2 separate regions of the Ostrinia nubilalis genome follow, and region 2 is linked to region 1. The links are chromatin contacts, called in public Hi-C maps. All regions are on one chromosome and are shown on one strand. The core of a region is the stretch at or near the end of the contact, and the rest is flanking DNA. Distances in the headings are between cores, read along the strand shown.

Region 1 (7,710 bases), core at 1,391-3,890:
CAGATCTAAGGCCTCAGCCTCGAACTTAGCGGGCAGCGGGGCGGGAGCGGCGGCGGCGCTGGAGCGGGGCGGGCAACGCAGACCCGTTCTCGAAACAAGCGGGCAGCTCGCGCGGCGCTTTAGCGGCGAAGTGTTGTGTTCGGGGTTGTGTTGTCGAGATATTTGTTTTTATTCGCAAACGAAATGTCTGAACAACGGCGACAATTTTATTTCGATTCAAATTTATTCCTAACGCTCGATTTATTGTGGGCAAAAGAAGGAGTGCGCTGCCCGCTCGTTGCCCACTCCCTCGCCGCTGCCCGCTCGTTGCCCGCTCCGGCGCCGCTGCCGCGCCGCTGTTTTCGAGAACCGGTCTATTTGATTTTACGCATAAGATCCTGCCGCTCCCGCGCCGCCGCCGCCGCCGCCCCGCTGCCCGCTAAGTTCGAGGCTGAGGCCTAAGTGTGACCCTACCTTGCTCGCTTGCAGTGGGAACACGCGGCATGCGGCTGCCGCTCTGACCCCGATGCGAGTGCACACTTGTGATAAGGAACAGGGTGGAAGTACTACCACTCAGATTCTTCAACGAGATTAAGCTTGATACTTTAGTTTTCCTTGTACTAAATGCGTACATCGGATTATCACTTTCCTGGACAGTGAACTGCTATATCTGTCATAACAATTAAATTTCTATTGTGTCTGGGAAAGTGTTATCTAATTTTGCGTCGCAATGGTACACAAATATTTTTCTTAGTTGTAGGTGGGATAGTAAATAAGTCTCACCGCCTACCGACATTTCCAGTAAAAAAGTACTTTCAAACATAAAAAACAACAGTACTCTGAGTAGACCAAACCATGCAAACTTGGTTTGGTCTAGCCAGTTCTGGAAGATTCTAAGAATAAGATTTTTGTAAATTGTGATTGCTTAAATTTACAAGATCTGATTGAACAAATAGACGCGTTCTCAAGTAACATTTATTAAGATAAAAGTATGACCTTATGTTAAAGGCGGTAAAATTTTATGGTTTTTAAATGGATAGCAACAGTGGATTACACTGCAATTTCATTTCATTCATGTTGAAATAATTGATAAAAGAGCTTACTTGTAGTTTATATTGCATGCATCAATATTTCAAAATACCTTACCTACTTAAGTATGTAAATTAGAATTTGCTGATGCCTGTATGATGTATGGAAGATTGGTTAAATTATCACCACTAATGAATGTCTTTTAAAATGTGAAGTTATAATAATACATTGTTGTTTTAATTTTAACCCATATTGGAGTAGTTATGTGGATTATAAATTGGACTGGATTTACTGAATCCTAAAATGAACCATACTAGATTTACCTAGATAGATTTCCAAATTCTGTTATTCACCTTCTTTTTTCAATTGGATGAGATTCAATACAGGTTGCTATTATGTAACAAGTGTATTTGAACGAGACAAGACTAAAAGAAATTTACATAAATACAACTAGGCCTGACCCATGTGCCATCCAAGAGGTGAAGCCATAGGATCGCTAAACTCAATGTTACCAACATACTTATGCAATCTACATAATATATTATGTGTAAGTAGTCTTCAGGCTTCATTGTGGCGAATACAATAATTAAATAGGCCATACATACACTGATCTAAGAATAGTTTTAAGAAATAAGTCTATTATGTATGGTACTACAGCCAGTTATAGCCAGATTATAGACCAATAAAGAAATAATAATAAATTTTATTTACTGAACTATGTGAGGTCATGTTACTTCATAAAATGTGAGATATAAAAATATATTTCAAAATAAACAAAAACCTATCTAAATCATCATAGGAATTAATCGGAACTGGTTTTAATTCAGATGTACCACTATAGCTACATAAGTATAATAAACTAGGATCCTGCATTAAAGAAGAGATCAACACTTAAAAATAAGAATCAAGATGCACTGAAAGATCTAGGTACTTTCATAAAAATATGTTCTATAGTATAGCTAACTGAAATGTAGCGCGAACCACATCATAACTCTGCATACGTAATTCAAAACTTCGCAAACTTTCATTCACTACCAAAACAAGTTTGGCGTGATTCATGCTATGTAAATGAATACAAGGGGAAGTCGAATTCAACGGTTGGAACGTTTCTGGAAACCAACCAAGCTACAAAACGGCTGTAAAACTTATTGGAATGCCCTGTTAGCGTTGCTAGGCGGTGCACCACAAACAATACTGGGAAAAACCTGTGGGAGGCTCCACCATCTGCCACATCCCTACCACCGCAGTAAATGCTTATTCTAGGTACTTACACCTCTAAGATCCTGTCGCCCTTTCTGATGCCGGCCTGCTCAGCCGCTCCTTGTTCCAAAACAGCGCTTACGTGCTGCAGAGGAGCATACAGCTCCCCATTGATCGATCTCAACTGGCCCCCTTCAGACACTTGGCCGCGAACATTGAAACCGAAACCAGTATCGGTTTTGTAAATTGTAACTCGACGCGGTCCATTGGCAGCCACTGTGCTCTTATTATTTCTTTCGGATCTAACAATACTGTTATTATCGGTTTCTGTCTCAGCCATTTTGGACACTGTTTACCACAGACTTCTTTTGACATTTCCTAGACTGTGTTGCCATTTTACAGGCGATGACAAATAGTGTTGTATTTAAACAGTGTTTAATTTATCGGATTCATTATTCGATAGCGAATGAATCGGCTTCTATAGTAGCGCCATCTAGCATGTTTTTAAAGTAAGTTAAAGACATGTATGATAAAACAGCACGAAAGTTTTCGAGTTTAGTTACTAGATGTCAGGAGTATTGAAACAACGTGGTACGAGAAAATTTCAACTTCTTTCACATCAAAATCAGCTGTGAACATCAGTATGGCCGCTCAAATAATCAGAAAATAAATTTGTTTTTTAAAAATCAAATTACAAAAAAAATAGGAAAGTGCAGTTTTCGTACTTACATCGTGTAATTTTAAAGAATAGTGGCGGTGTTGATGTTGACTAAAAGTGTTGCGTCATGACAGAAACCTCTCACTGACAAACAAATACAATAAAAATTGCGACTATCATTACGGCGACTTATTGTAATTTCTATTTGGATCGTGCAGCATTTGTCGGTCGCTGAGGGCTGATGTTATTTGTGCTTGGTAATCGCGCGTGATAATGAGTAGTGTTCGATTGAGTTTGGTTTCTGTGGGGAGGATCGCGAGGAGAAATTGTCATTTGACATCAGGTGAGTGGTTTTCGATTCACATCTTGTTTTTTTGTTGTTGTATTGGATTTCCGCCAACATCTTGTGTCGCAGTTCCCATTACTCGTAGATTTGTACGTGCAATCTGTGTTTGATAACAAAGCGTCACCAAAGTTTATCTTGTATGCCCCTTTCAATGATTATTATTACATGATACCACAATATTCACCTTTGCCATACGGTTCTGTATAATATTTGACCATGTCCTATTCAAGGGGACATTAAGGTACTCGGCAAGGTCAAGAACTTACATTATAACATGCATTATGGCCATGACACTGATCTTTAAAGGTTGCTTCTTATTGGAATCATAATAGCTCTATTTTATTCAATTATAGCTCTTAATACTTTTACTTATTATCCCATTATTCCATATGTCTGGTACAGTCTTTTCATTTACTATTAAAGCTATATTTAGTGGCTTTATATCATTAATGAATAAATAGACACATCATGGTCATCCTCCGTTACCTTAGGGTACGTTGTCTTAGCTCTGTAACACTTTGAAAACTGACAAAATACCTTATAAGACAATAATTTGAACGCAACAAATACATTCCAATAAGAAGCGAACTAACCTTAATGCCCAAGTCCCAAGCCCAAATGTTTTATTGTAATGTAATTAATAAAAACATTACAATAAAAACATTCAACAACCTTAAGACCAGTTTGTTTTTAACAGAATAAAATGTATTAAAGTTACGTATTTGTTATGACTTTTTTGTATCAAGATTAAATTGTAACATTAGAAAATATAAAATGCATTTTAAGACTTGGGATTTGAAATGTTTTGGGATAAGAATAATTTTGCTTCCTAGAGTGAATTGATTGCTTAGTTTCGGAATTCCAATAATTTGTTTCAGTTTTATTTTTATTTAATCAAATTTTTGTTGGTTTCCTAAATATAATATATGTATTGAAAAATAAGGCATTTTGACATAAAACTTATTAATATAAAACTAAACTTAACACTGTTTATAGCCAGAAATTTGCTCTGAAAGTTCTGATCGCTATCAAAAAACAATCCAATACACCAGAAGAAATTATTTTATTTCTGCTGTTATCAATTCAGGACAATATGAAACAGTTAAAAAATATATTATTGCTAATTGTACCAATAGGCACTGAAATGTTAACATAATGTTGATTAACTCAAGGTTCAGCTGATTGTCACAATAGGTTTATTGACACAATGATAGGTATTTTATACATTAAACATAATGAAAATATTAAATTGTATTGTATTTTTAATATTGACATGTAAGTAGGTACCATCTCAATCTCAATGTTATTATTACATGATCGTACATAGTTATTGGTTTATCTACAGTATTTTATGTTACAGTCAGGAGTACCAATGTGGTTGATTTACTTTACACTTATGAGCTTTTTTATGTCTTATTGGCGTAAGAAAACATACAGGATGGTAGTTAATAGACGAAGAATTATGTATTTTTTTTTTAAGAACAGGTTTTTTAAGGGGATTAAGGAACTAAAAGGCCTACCAGAAAAAAAAACGATTCCCAATCCCAACCAAAGTCCCTTTATTTTTATCTAGTCTGGATCACCCTGTATATGACATTGGAGTATCCCGATACAGACAAACATACTCGTGATTTGATTAAATAGAATCTAATGTGCATAGTCATACCTCCAAGTTCAAACCCTCATTACCATTCGTCGAGACAGTGTCGTAAATGCACGCCATGGTTTTGACAATTGCCATCCTCCCGAATAGGGTTAAGTTTAACTGGATTGTGTAATATGTGCCTTGACATGGATAGAATACAGAGGGTATTTTTTTTATGACACTTTTAACTTGAACTCCTAGCACATTTTTATTTCAACCTTGTATTGTTATAACAAGTGTACTGTTTACAGCCGGTTTCATACAAACATTCATAGGAAATAGGTGTTTTTAAATGCTGTTTCTTTTGTATTTTATAAATTTATTTAACTTTAAATAACTTAACTGATACTAGTAAGAACTCACGTAACTTAATATTAATGCTATCAGGAGAAACAAGTTTAAGTACTTAGTTCATTGTTTGTTGCTAAAAATATCTTGACCGCGACCTCAAGGATAGTATTTTCTGTTAACTATTTATATCACAACCTTTACCGTAGTTATATACATTTGAACTTCAGGCATAAGTTCAAACCTTGATTTAAATTGATCTTTGTGAAGCAAAGAGCTACATTTAATTAATGACCACTTGTGCGCAACAAACAGAAATAAGTGAGCGTTGCGTAAAAACAACCAGTTTGGAGCTGTGGCCCGCAGTTTGTTGTCATTGTAGGTTTCCGGCTCAATATTGATATTATTTGCAACACTTACGGCAATATCAGTATGTCGAAATACTTAGCGAGAACATGGCTGTAATTTTTTTTTCATTCAAAAAAACCCTACTACCGCATAAAACATCCTCCTTTTTGCGTTGGCGGTTAAAATAATAAGATGCATAGATGTCTTTATTATTTTACAAAATCACCCTTCTCGTCCTAGCTGTGTGCAAAGGCTCGCAATGATGTAAAGTTTTAAGCGAAAGTTAATTCTCGTTAACTTTGAACCAACACGTGAGGTATGATTCGATATGCCTGCCGGCCTTAAATTAAAAGTTTTGATTATCGGCATCAATATCTGTTCAGGTTATCCTTATAAGTTCAGTTATTAATGAGAAATAAAATTTCAATTAGGTAGCATAATTAAGTCCTTTTCGGAAGTCCTATAAGTATGATCCTGATTGTGTTTTCGAATTAGATTTGCACACCTCTAGTTCCACAGTCAACCAAATCTTACAAGTTAACTAATGTTGCTAATATCTCTTCTAGTAAACATAGCCAATATGCCATTATTTCACAAGACCACTGCGTTACATAAACTACCGGCCGGCCCACGTGTTCATAATTCCAAAACGGCCCAATAACTCTTCTTCAGTGAATTCGAAAGTGTCGCCAAACAATGGCATTGTCACGCGTTTCCACTTCGGAGGAAAGCGTCATTGTGGCCTGTGACAATGTGTTTGAAAAGCCAGTAGACAATTGTTGTTGAACCAGTCACCGTTTTATGAGATGATTGAGGTGCAAAGTTGATAAAGTAGCTCTCCTATCGGCTATCATTCTTTTCATTGAAGACAACATTGGAAGTTAGCCACCAGTAAAATAAACATAACATTTAACGCCTACCCAAAGTGGACTCACGACCCCATAAAGGTTGCAAGAAAGCACTGTATGCAGACTACCAAACCAACAACCGGCCAATCTGGAAACCATCGGGGGGCGCCTATTTTCAGCATTAGAAGTCCTTTGGCTGAAATGATGTTGATTATTTATTACAAAATAAAAGTGAACATCCTTTGGCTGAAATAATAATGATTACGAAATGAAACCCTATAGCCCATTTTTTACCTACAGAATCACACTTTCTTTCTAGATTTCGGTTATGCAATCGCCAGCGTCACCACATCTAATTTTTTTTTTAAAACGAAACTATTACATCTACATAAGTTACCCTACTCCAAAACGCTATTTACGTAGTTTTGGGTCTCTCTGTCATCGTCGCTCATGCTGGTATCTCACTTTGCATGAGAGTGACGGCAACATTCGAAACTTCGGATAAAGTTTTTCGGAGTAACCCCGCAGTATTTATCTTAAAACATGGTCTGTATTTAACATGAACTGTGTTGCCAGCAGGAGTGCAACAATGCCGAACCTTACGACGGAACAGCCCGCGCTCGCTGAGCACGTGCGCGGTGCTGTGCAAGAGCCCCACGGAGCAGCCGCCCGGCCCGCCGCACTCGCACCCCCCTAAGGATGCCGTCAACTCGGGTAAGACTCCGCTCCCACTTGAGAAGCTCACGACGGCTCGCTGAGCTATGCGCGGTGCTGTGCAAGAGCCCCACGGAGCAGCCGCCCGGCCCGCCGCACTCGCACCCTCCCAAGGATGCCGTCAACTCTGGTAAGACTCCGCTCCCACTTGAGAAGCTCACGACGGCTCGCTGAGCTATGCGCGGTGCTGTGCAAGAGCCCCACGGAGCAGCCGCCCGGCCCGCCGCACTCGCACCCTCCCAAGGATGCCGTCAACTCTGGTAAGACTCCGCTCCCACTTGAGAAGCTCACGACGGCTCGCTGAGCTATGCGCGGTGCTGTGCAAGAGCCCTACGGAGCAGCCGCCTGGCCCGTTCTACTCGCACCCTCCCAAGGATGCCATCAACTCTGGTAAGACTCCGCTCCCACTTGAGAAGCTTACGACGGAACAGCCCGCGCTCGCTACGCTATGCGCGGTGCTGTGCAAGAGCCCCACGGAGCAGCCGCCCGGCCCGCCGCACTCGCACCCTCCCAAGGATGCCGTCAACTCTGGTAAGACTCCGCTCCCACTTGAGAAGCTCACGACGGCTCGCTGAGCTATGCGCGGTGCTGTGCAAGAGCCCCACGGAGCAGCCGCCCGGCCCGCCGCACTCGCACCCTCCCAAGGATGCCGTCA
Region 2 (7,710 bases), core at 3,008-5,507, 370 kb before region 1:
CCAGGTGAGTAACTCTCTATAGAGCTGTATACATTTTGTTGGTAGCCGGCGACTGGTTGCGCCGCCATGGTGTCCCGGTGAAATATAGCCCTAAGTGTCTAAGCACACCCAGCCCACCCTGTCCAAAAAAAACTGACTTGCCTAAGTCAGCCCCCTGACTGAAGAGTTAGGTAAAACCACAGTAGAGCACTATGTACCTGGAAGGGTTGATCTGCAGCGCGTGGATTCCAGTCTGGTGGTCGGGCCCGGCCCACGGCGCGCGCGGCCGCAGCGTTGGGATGGCGTCCAGCGACCGCGTTCGTACGTCGTATACCATTAGCTGTTGGTTACAAGTAAATAAATAAGTCGTTTTCTAAGGCCCGGTTTTTTGATTCGTAGTTAAAATAACCAATGGTCAAATTTGACAGATGTCAAATGACAAGTGGTTAAATATCAGAAAAAAATGTTTTTCGAACAATGGTTATAGTTCCAAAATACTGGACTGTCCTGTCGATGACATTGACAGTGGGGCGCCACCGTCAATACCGGATCGCTGGTTCAGATTTTTGCCATGTTGGAAACCATATAGTTGAACGATGGTAGCGCCCCCCTGTCATTGAGTTTGGTGGGACAGTTCAGCGTGGGTCATCTATAGCTTGACTTTTAGTACATTTTTTAACTATTAGTTAACATTTTGTTAATATTTAACCATTAGTAGCAAAATTTAACAATTTGTAATTTTAACTATGAATCATAAAACTGGGCCTAAGCCATATGAAAATATTTGAGGCAAACAAATTTTTCTTAAACACTCGAACAGGGAAAAGTTGCGTGTTGCGAGAGCGAGATGTTCTCGCTTTTACGGATCGAAATAGGGGCGGCAGTGATCGCACCACAGATAATAATCAAATAGCGATAACGATATTGTTATGCGCGTGATGATGAGTAACGTTTCCGCGATACAATATCTTTGGATATACATATTACAAAGCACAATATTGTCTATTCTCAATCTAAGGGGAATCAGGCACTGCATCCATCCTGGACAACTGGTTTAGAGCAGTCAATGTGGATCAGAAAAGTCAAAAAAGTAAATTTTATTTTACCTTATTACACTTGGTGCCGAACACGACCTGCCTGTCTGAGAGCCACTGCGAGCAGAACACTTTGTTCATGTTGCCGAGGTTGACGGGCGTCTCGCGGAACATGTCGTGCGTGAGCATGTGTCGCGTCGCGTACGACGGGTCCACCGAGCGAGGCTGCAACGATACAACACGTGCTACATTGTGATTGGGTATTTGAGAGCGTTAACTAATACATGTAGTGTGTCAGCATGTGTTGCGTCACGAACGACGGGTCCACCGACCGCGGCTGCAACGATACAACACGTGCTACATAAGCTACATTGCAGTGGGGTCGTAAACTAATACAATATTGTGTGGCAGAATGCGTCGCGTCGCTACGACGGGTCCACCGAGCGCGGCTGCAACGATACATCACGTGCTACATTACGATTGGGTATTTGAGAGCGTTAACTAATACATGTCGTGCGTGAGCATGTGTCGCGTCGCGTACGACGGGTCCACCGAGCGAGGCTGCAACGATACAACACGTGCTACATAAGCTACATTGCAGTGGGGTCGTAAACTAATACAATATTGTGAGGCAGAATGTATCACGTCGCGTACGACGGGTCCACCGACCGCGGCTGCAACGATACAACACGTGCTACATAAGCTTCATTGCAGTGGGGTCGTAAACTAATACAATATTGTGTGGCAGAATGCGTCGCGTCGCTACGACGGGTCCACCGAGCGCGGCTGCAACGATACAGCACGTGCTACATTGCGATTGGGTATTAGAGCGCGCGCGGCTGCTACGATACAATATGTGCAACATTTGACTGAGTATTTGAGAACGTAAACTAATGTACGTCTGTAACGATACAAGACGTTACAAAATTGTGATTCTCATATTATGCTTTAGTAATTTGGGTAGAGCAATGGAGAGTACGTGATTTCAATCAAATGACGCATTAAAATTCGCGTGTCAAGCAGGGGACATCAATTTTCCACTAATAAAAAACAAACACTATAGGTACAAACTCAGAATTATTGATTGTCGATGAATAGTTTAATGATTCATGATATAATAGCATAATTAATGTAACCTTGCTTTGTTTTGGGCATAATTGTTGGTGTCAAATTGAGGGCATCGGGTGAGTGCAGCAGATAAGATTAGCAACAATGTAGCGAAGCTGCGTCCTTGCAATGCGCGAAAGGTAAATACTGGAGCTATTTATAGCTTGTTTTGGGCTGCTCATCTATGAGTTTTCTGCATCTTATAGGGTTCATAACTTCTTTTATTTCAAAGCAAAATCTATTTTAATTCATAAATTTTTGTTTAGTTTCTTATTTATTATTGTTTTTAATTTAATACTTAAAAGAAGCTTCCAAAACAGTTGTTTCTGAATGTAATCCATTCTTGTAAATGTACTAAAATAATTTATTTTGGAAAGATCTCAGAAACCAATTCATATTTTATACTACTTTTAACAAAATTTCCTGATGAAATAGATGGTATCAGTTTAGTCACTTTAAGTTTATTTATTTACAAACAAATAGCTATTTATAAATAACATTAATTCACATAATGACTAATAATTATCAGTATAATTTTATTTGTTTATTTGTAGCATCTATAACTTATCACTACTTATCAGTCATCTATGGACGAGGCAGGAACCTCTTTTACTAATTCTTTATTGACTTTGTGCTGTGACATGATGGAATTAACATTTTAATGTTTGGTTTAATTTCTTATCTCATAGAAATAAATAAGATACTAAGATAAAGTTTTACAATTTGATCTTAGAGAAGATTTAAAATGTTAGTATGTTGTGTCCCACATAGAATACTTCTTTTTATTTAAAATTTTACTTAAAATGTATATTAATGCATGTTCAAGTTTTTTTTTTGTAATGTACCTGGTATGAATCGATTGCTTGAAGTAAATAGTAACATACAAAAAGGATTTTCCTTCAGAAATTCAGGTCAATGACATGAAAAATCATTTAGTTAATCTCAGACTAGGAGGTAAGTCTAAAATGATCTAAAAACATGAGACTTCACTCAGAAAAATCTTCAAATGATAAGATACAAACAAGTTTGCAATTAAACAACTTAAAACTAAATAAATGAAATTAGTTATGTTTAGAAAGAAGATATGTTTAAATTATAATTCTAGATAGTTTTAATTACCTCTGGAGCCAATATTTCCCTAGAGCGGACATAATCCACAAAATTATATGAGGTGCAGAGAGTTCGGTGTTGTTGTGCCGGTGTTTCCTCTTCGCTGTCGCTGTCCGAGTAACACACAAAGTCCTCCGGCTTATCTGGCTTTCTTTGTTGTTCTAATCTGCAAGGAAATTACAATTTCGTTATATCACTGATGGAATAAATAGATAAACTTACAGGTTCTGATATTTAAAACAAATTATAACAACAACAACTCACTTAAATGTTAGAATTACAGTTGAATTTATTAGTGATTATTAAAATACCATACTGAATACTTTTGTGAGTAGAAATAAAATTGCTATTCAATGGTGTTTTGATATTTTATTAGCAGGCTGGCACATGTTTTTCATATTAAAAAACCTTGTTTCATTACATAAAAACCACTTTCTACTCACACATTGATTCGCGAATGTGTTAAAAGTGATGATTTACACATGTACGAAATTTTGTATGGAAATGAGGACACAACTCACTGGATTTTCACAGCAAAAATAAATGCATACACCACGCGCAGTTTCATGGTCATATGCTGAGTAGGGAATAACAACACGGTTTTAATTGGATGAAGTAGTTTAAAACTTACCTTAATGCCCTGGCTTTGGCTCGCCTTTCTTTTATTCTACTTGGTATGTAACAGGATGGGTATCTGCCCTCAATGGCACGCCTCACGGTCTGCGCCATTTTAAAGGCAGGAATTAGGTCTAGGAACGAGAATAATCACCCAGCAACACACGGTCAACTAGTCACTTTCGTTTTGTTCTGTTGTATGTAGATCCATACAGCGTCGACATTTTTCATTACAATGAGTGAGTCCGAACTATAGCACGCTTCCTGCGTCCGCCTCATTAACTATTTGCACTTGCGATACACTTGTTAACATGAAAACTTGGTCATTGAAGATTTATTTACGCTAAATCCCAATAATAATCTTGAATTTTAGCATGAAAATACTACGCTGACGGAGTGACTGACGGAAAGCTGGCTGTCAGACATACTCTCTAATCTGTGTGGCTGTCAGTCAATGATGCGATGTTGCCATATAAAAAAAACATGTAACACACTAGTAACATAATAAATCGATTCGTATTCAATTGAAACCGGTAATGATTATCGATTCCAATAAACTTTTGTAAGAGGTTTTTAATTCATTGTTACATATAGTTTTAAAATAAATACCTAATTCCTTACTTTTTACAATAAAAACACGATGTAAGTAGTTAATCAAAACACTCGTTTCTGTTTTATGTTGCTTTAATAATAAATTGGTTGCTTTTCAAATATTTTAGAACCAAACTAAATAGTAAAACGGAATTATTTATTTCATAAACAGGACTTAGATTGGGAGATCTATCCTAGTGCCTTATTTCCTGACTCTATACGCCTAAGTTAATAGCCACACTTTCTTAAAAACTCAAAAACAAATAGATTAAATGTGTTCTTTCATTCATGTTTCACATCCTATTGATTGCTATGTTGTTTGCGGTAGGTACGCAGCGAGCTAACGGCTAGTCACAATGGCAAAAAGTGGACACAGTTCAAGGGAGTTGGCTTATTCCCAAATTGCCTTTATTTAATGCGACGTCCAGTGACCTTGGCTCCAACCCTAAATGGTTTGTCTAGGTTTTAGTACACTATTAAATTAACATCTAGTTATGTAATGTATGCACGCGCCTGACATAATATGAGTAGCAATGTTTCATGCACAAATAATGTGGCTCGATCACCTACTTAGGCTTGCGTGACATATTATTATTATTAATATTATGTAGGTATCAAGGTGTTCTCCAGTTTTAATCATATTTTAACTAATAAAAGTTCCTTACTTAATGGCATGATGGTGATCAAGTTTCAAAATTCAACTTCTCGTCTACATTAACGAGAAACTATCAAAAATGTTGCCAACAAACATAAAACGTGATAAGTCCGAAGTAACGTCTGGATTTTATTATCTTGCGGGTATTTTTGCAGTAAAATTTTAGCACATAACAACTACCTACATAACATTGATGAGCAATTTCTCAAAATTTTCTGTACTTTTGGAGGTAGAGATGTTACAAATTCTCGCAAATCGGAGTTGAAGGTAGGTTTTAAAACTCGGTTGCATTTGCTGTGTAACTGCGTTCCAGTTTCCAGACAATTTACGCCTGTAGCTCAATAACTTGTATTCTATTTGCCGAGGGAAGGACGTAATGGCCCTCAAGTGGTACAAATAGGTTTCCACTCGGGCGGAGCCGTGGGTGGCGAGGTTCAATCAGGTAAGTTGCCAAGTGCAATGTCTTTTATAACCTAACTGTGATTGTACTGATTAAAAATAATTAATTATGGTAGAGTTACTTAATAAAGTAGTTAAATTCTATTATTTTGTCGATGCATGTACGTTATTAAATAACGGAATAAGTAGTAATCTTACATACTAAACAACATTTTTTTGTTTTACGGCTTGCGTGAGTTCACGACTTCTATGACACCTGCGCGATGTCTTTCTTACTTGAATAGATTTCATTAATAAATCTAACCTAACTTTGTTTTGAACAACATGATAATTCTGAAGTTGAATACCCTTTAAATTACGAGCAATTGCTTAAGGAATCCATCTATGCTTCATTCCCTGCAGCATGATTGCATTCCTTGCTCGAAGTGAAGTTTATGTTGTACAAAGACCGACTGATTGCTAATAAACCGTACAATCAGAACCCGGGGGCAAACGCTAGTGTTATGCAAGTGAAAAACGCTGAAATGTAAAACAGTAAGTTCATTGCCACTGCAGCTATGGAGGCCGATGACACGGCGCTATGCGGGTAACGAAATTATTCCTTCGTATCCAGCGGGAAATTATGGCAAACTGTACTTCAATAATGCATAGCTATGCATTAAGGTTATTGCAGGTTTATGCAACTATTAAACTGGGTTTCATTGCTAGTTTTTTTGTGTGAAACACCGATTGCGTTTTAGCTCGTTGGTATCAACAGACTTCAGTATTATTTGCTTTTTGCTTTGCATTGCAACTGGTAAAATGACGATCCTTAGCTTGGAACTCATCTAATTTTCTTGTGATTAATTGTGAGGCCAATGGCTGTTTGTCTTTCCCGAGCTACTGAACTGGTGGGAAGATACTGAGATGGGTACAGATTTACGCTAATCCTAGAGTGATCTACCAATAGGGAAAGATGGCGAGATATCGCATTGCAACATCCGCTCACAACAAATCACATTCATAACGACTACAACTACGACTATTCTGTCAAAAGTGTAATGACTGAAAAGAACCCTAGATTGTTTATATGCTGCTGCATCTTACTTTAGTTGTAACTCTATCCATAACCGGTGTTTTTGTGTATGGAGTTTAACAGATTTTTGATGTTTGTTACAGTTAAAGTACCGTGTAAAAGCTGCGCACGTGATATTAGCGGAACATTGTGTCCTGTGGCGAAAAAGTAGTTCCAGTTTTAGAAGGTTAGTTATAGGACTTTAATTCGATGAGTTTTTATATCCATATTCACAGACGATGCTAGCTTGTGAAGCAGCAACGCTATGCGTAGTCGAATGCATAGCGTTGAATAGAGCTCTGTGATTGGTTCTTGTGTGTCACTCCGCCACTAAGTATTATCTAAGCATAGGTTTTTGGGACCCTGTGCTTCCACGTGCACTGTAAGATGACATAGTAATTAATTATGCTTGTAAAAAAACTCATAAAACTCATTTATTTATGCAAGTAGGCTTTTATAAAGCACTTACACGTCCCAGTATTAACCCTACCACTGCTTCAGGACAATAAATGGGTCAGTGCTGAGAAGAAGCAGCGCAAGGAACTCGGTCACTATTGTCAGTATCTTTTTTTTGCTTAAGTGAAGCAGCAAATCGAACGCACAGCGTTGAACAGACAGCTCTGTGATTGCTTCGTGTGTCACCATGTGGATCCACGCGCACTGTGAGACCTCATGTTTGTGTTATTCTTGTAGGTATGATGTTGATACGGCAATGCATCATACACAAACATTCGGGCCACTGCATCGGTCCATCTGATTGCGCGCCGCACGCGACCCCATTTGTTTCTCGGAAATTAACTTTCCGGGAAATAAAATGCTTTTAATGTTGAGACACACGTACATTTAAAACTCGTTAGGGTGACGGCGAAATATTATGGGTTCGATTTTTTCCAATACGTAGGTATCGAAGACTTGCTAAAGTTTGTGTTTACTCCATTTTTATTATGGATGATTTTGAGTGGTAACCTAATTTATCAGTAAAATACGACTCTCCAAATTATGTAAGTAATTACTTGTCTTACGTTGGTGCTGAAAAAATATACAGTTCTAGTAGGCACTCATTGTTTTCTAGCTTTTTCTAACCTTTTTAAGGTCATAAGTCTGTACCTATTTCACGTCCCAAACTAATTGACTTGCTCTACCTATAGCAGAACTTGTATATTTTG

What was found. Hi-C and Micro-C count contacts between places; a contact is called where the count stands out from the background.
Region 2: a Hi-C map of whole body shows a contact between it and region 1, with 7 times the contacts expected there. The contact joins the promoter of LOC135079227 here to the promoter of LOC135079196 in region 1. A contact is called at or near these places in 2 of 5 Hi-C or Micro-C datasets (both in whole body).

Annotation. Positions count from the first base shown.
Region 1 is chr16:806,362-814,071 of ilOstNubi1.1, reverse strand. It overlaps LOC135079196, which reads right to left and starts at 2,640. Exons shown (of 9, transcript XM_063973782.1): 1 at 2,280-2,640. The coding sequence starts at 2,548.
Region 2 is chr16:1,181,147-1,188,856 of ilOstNubi1.1, reverse strand. LOC135079227 (DDB1- and CUL4-associated factor 12 homolog) reads right to left here and starts at 4,257. Exons shown (of 10, transcript XM_063973818.1): 1 at 3,862-4,257; 2 at 3,240-3,396; 3 at 1,086-1,238; 4 at 198-319. The coding sequence starts at 3,959.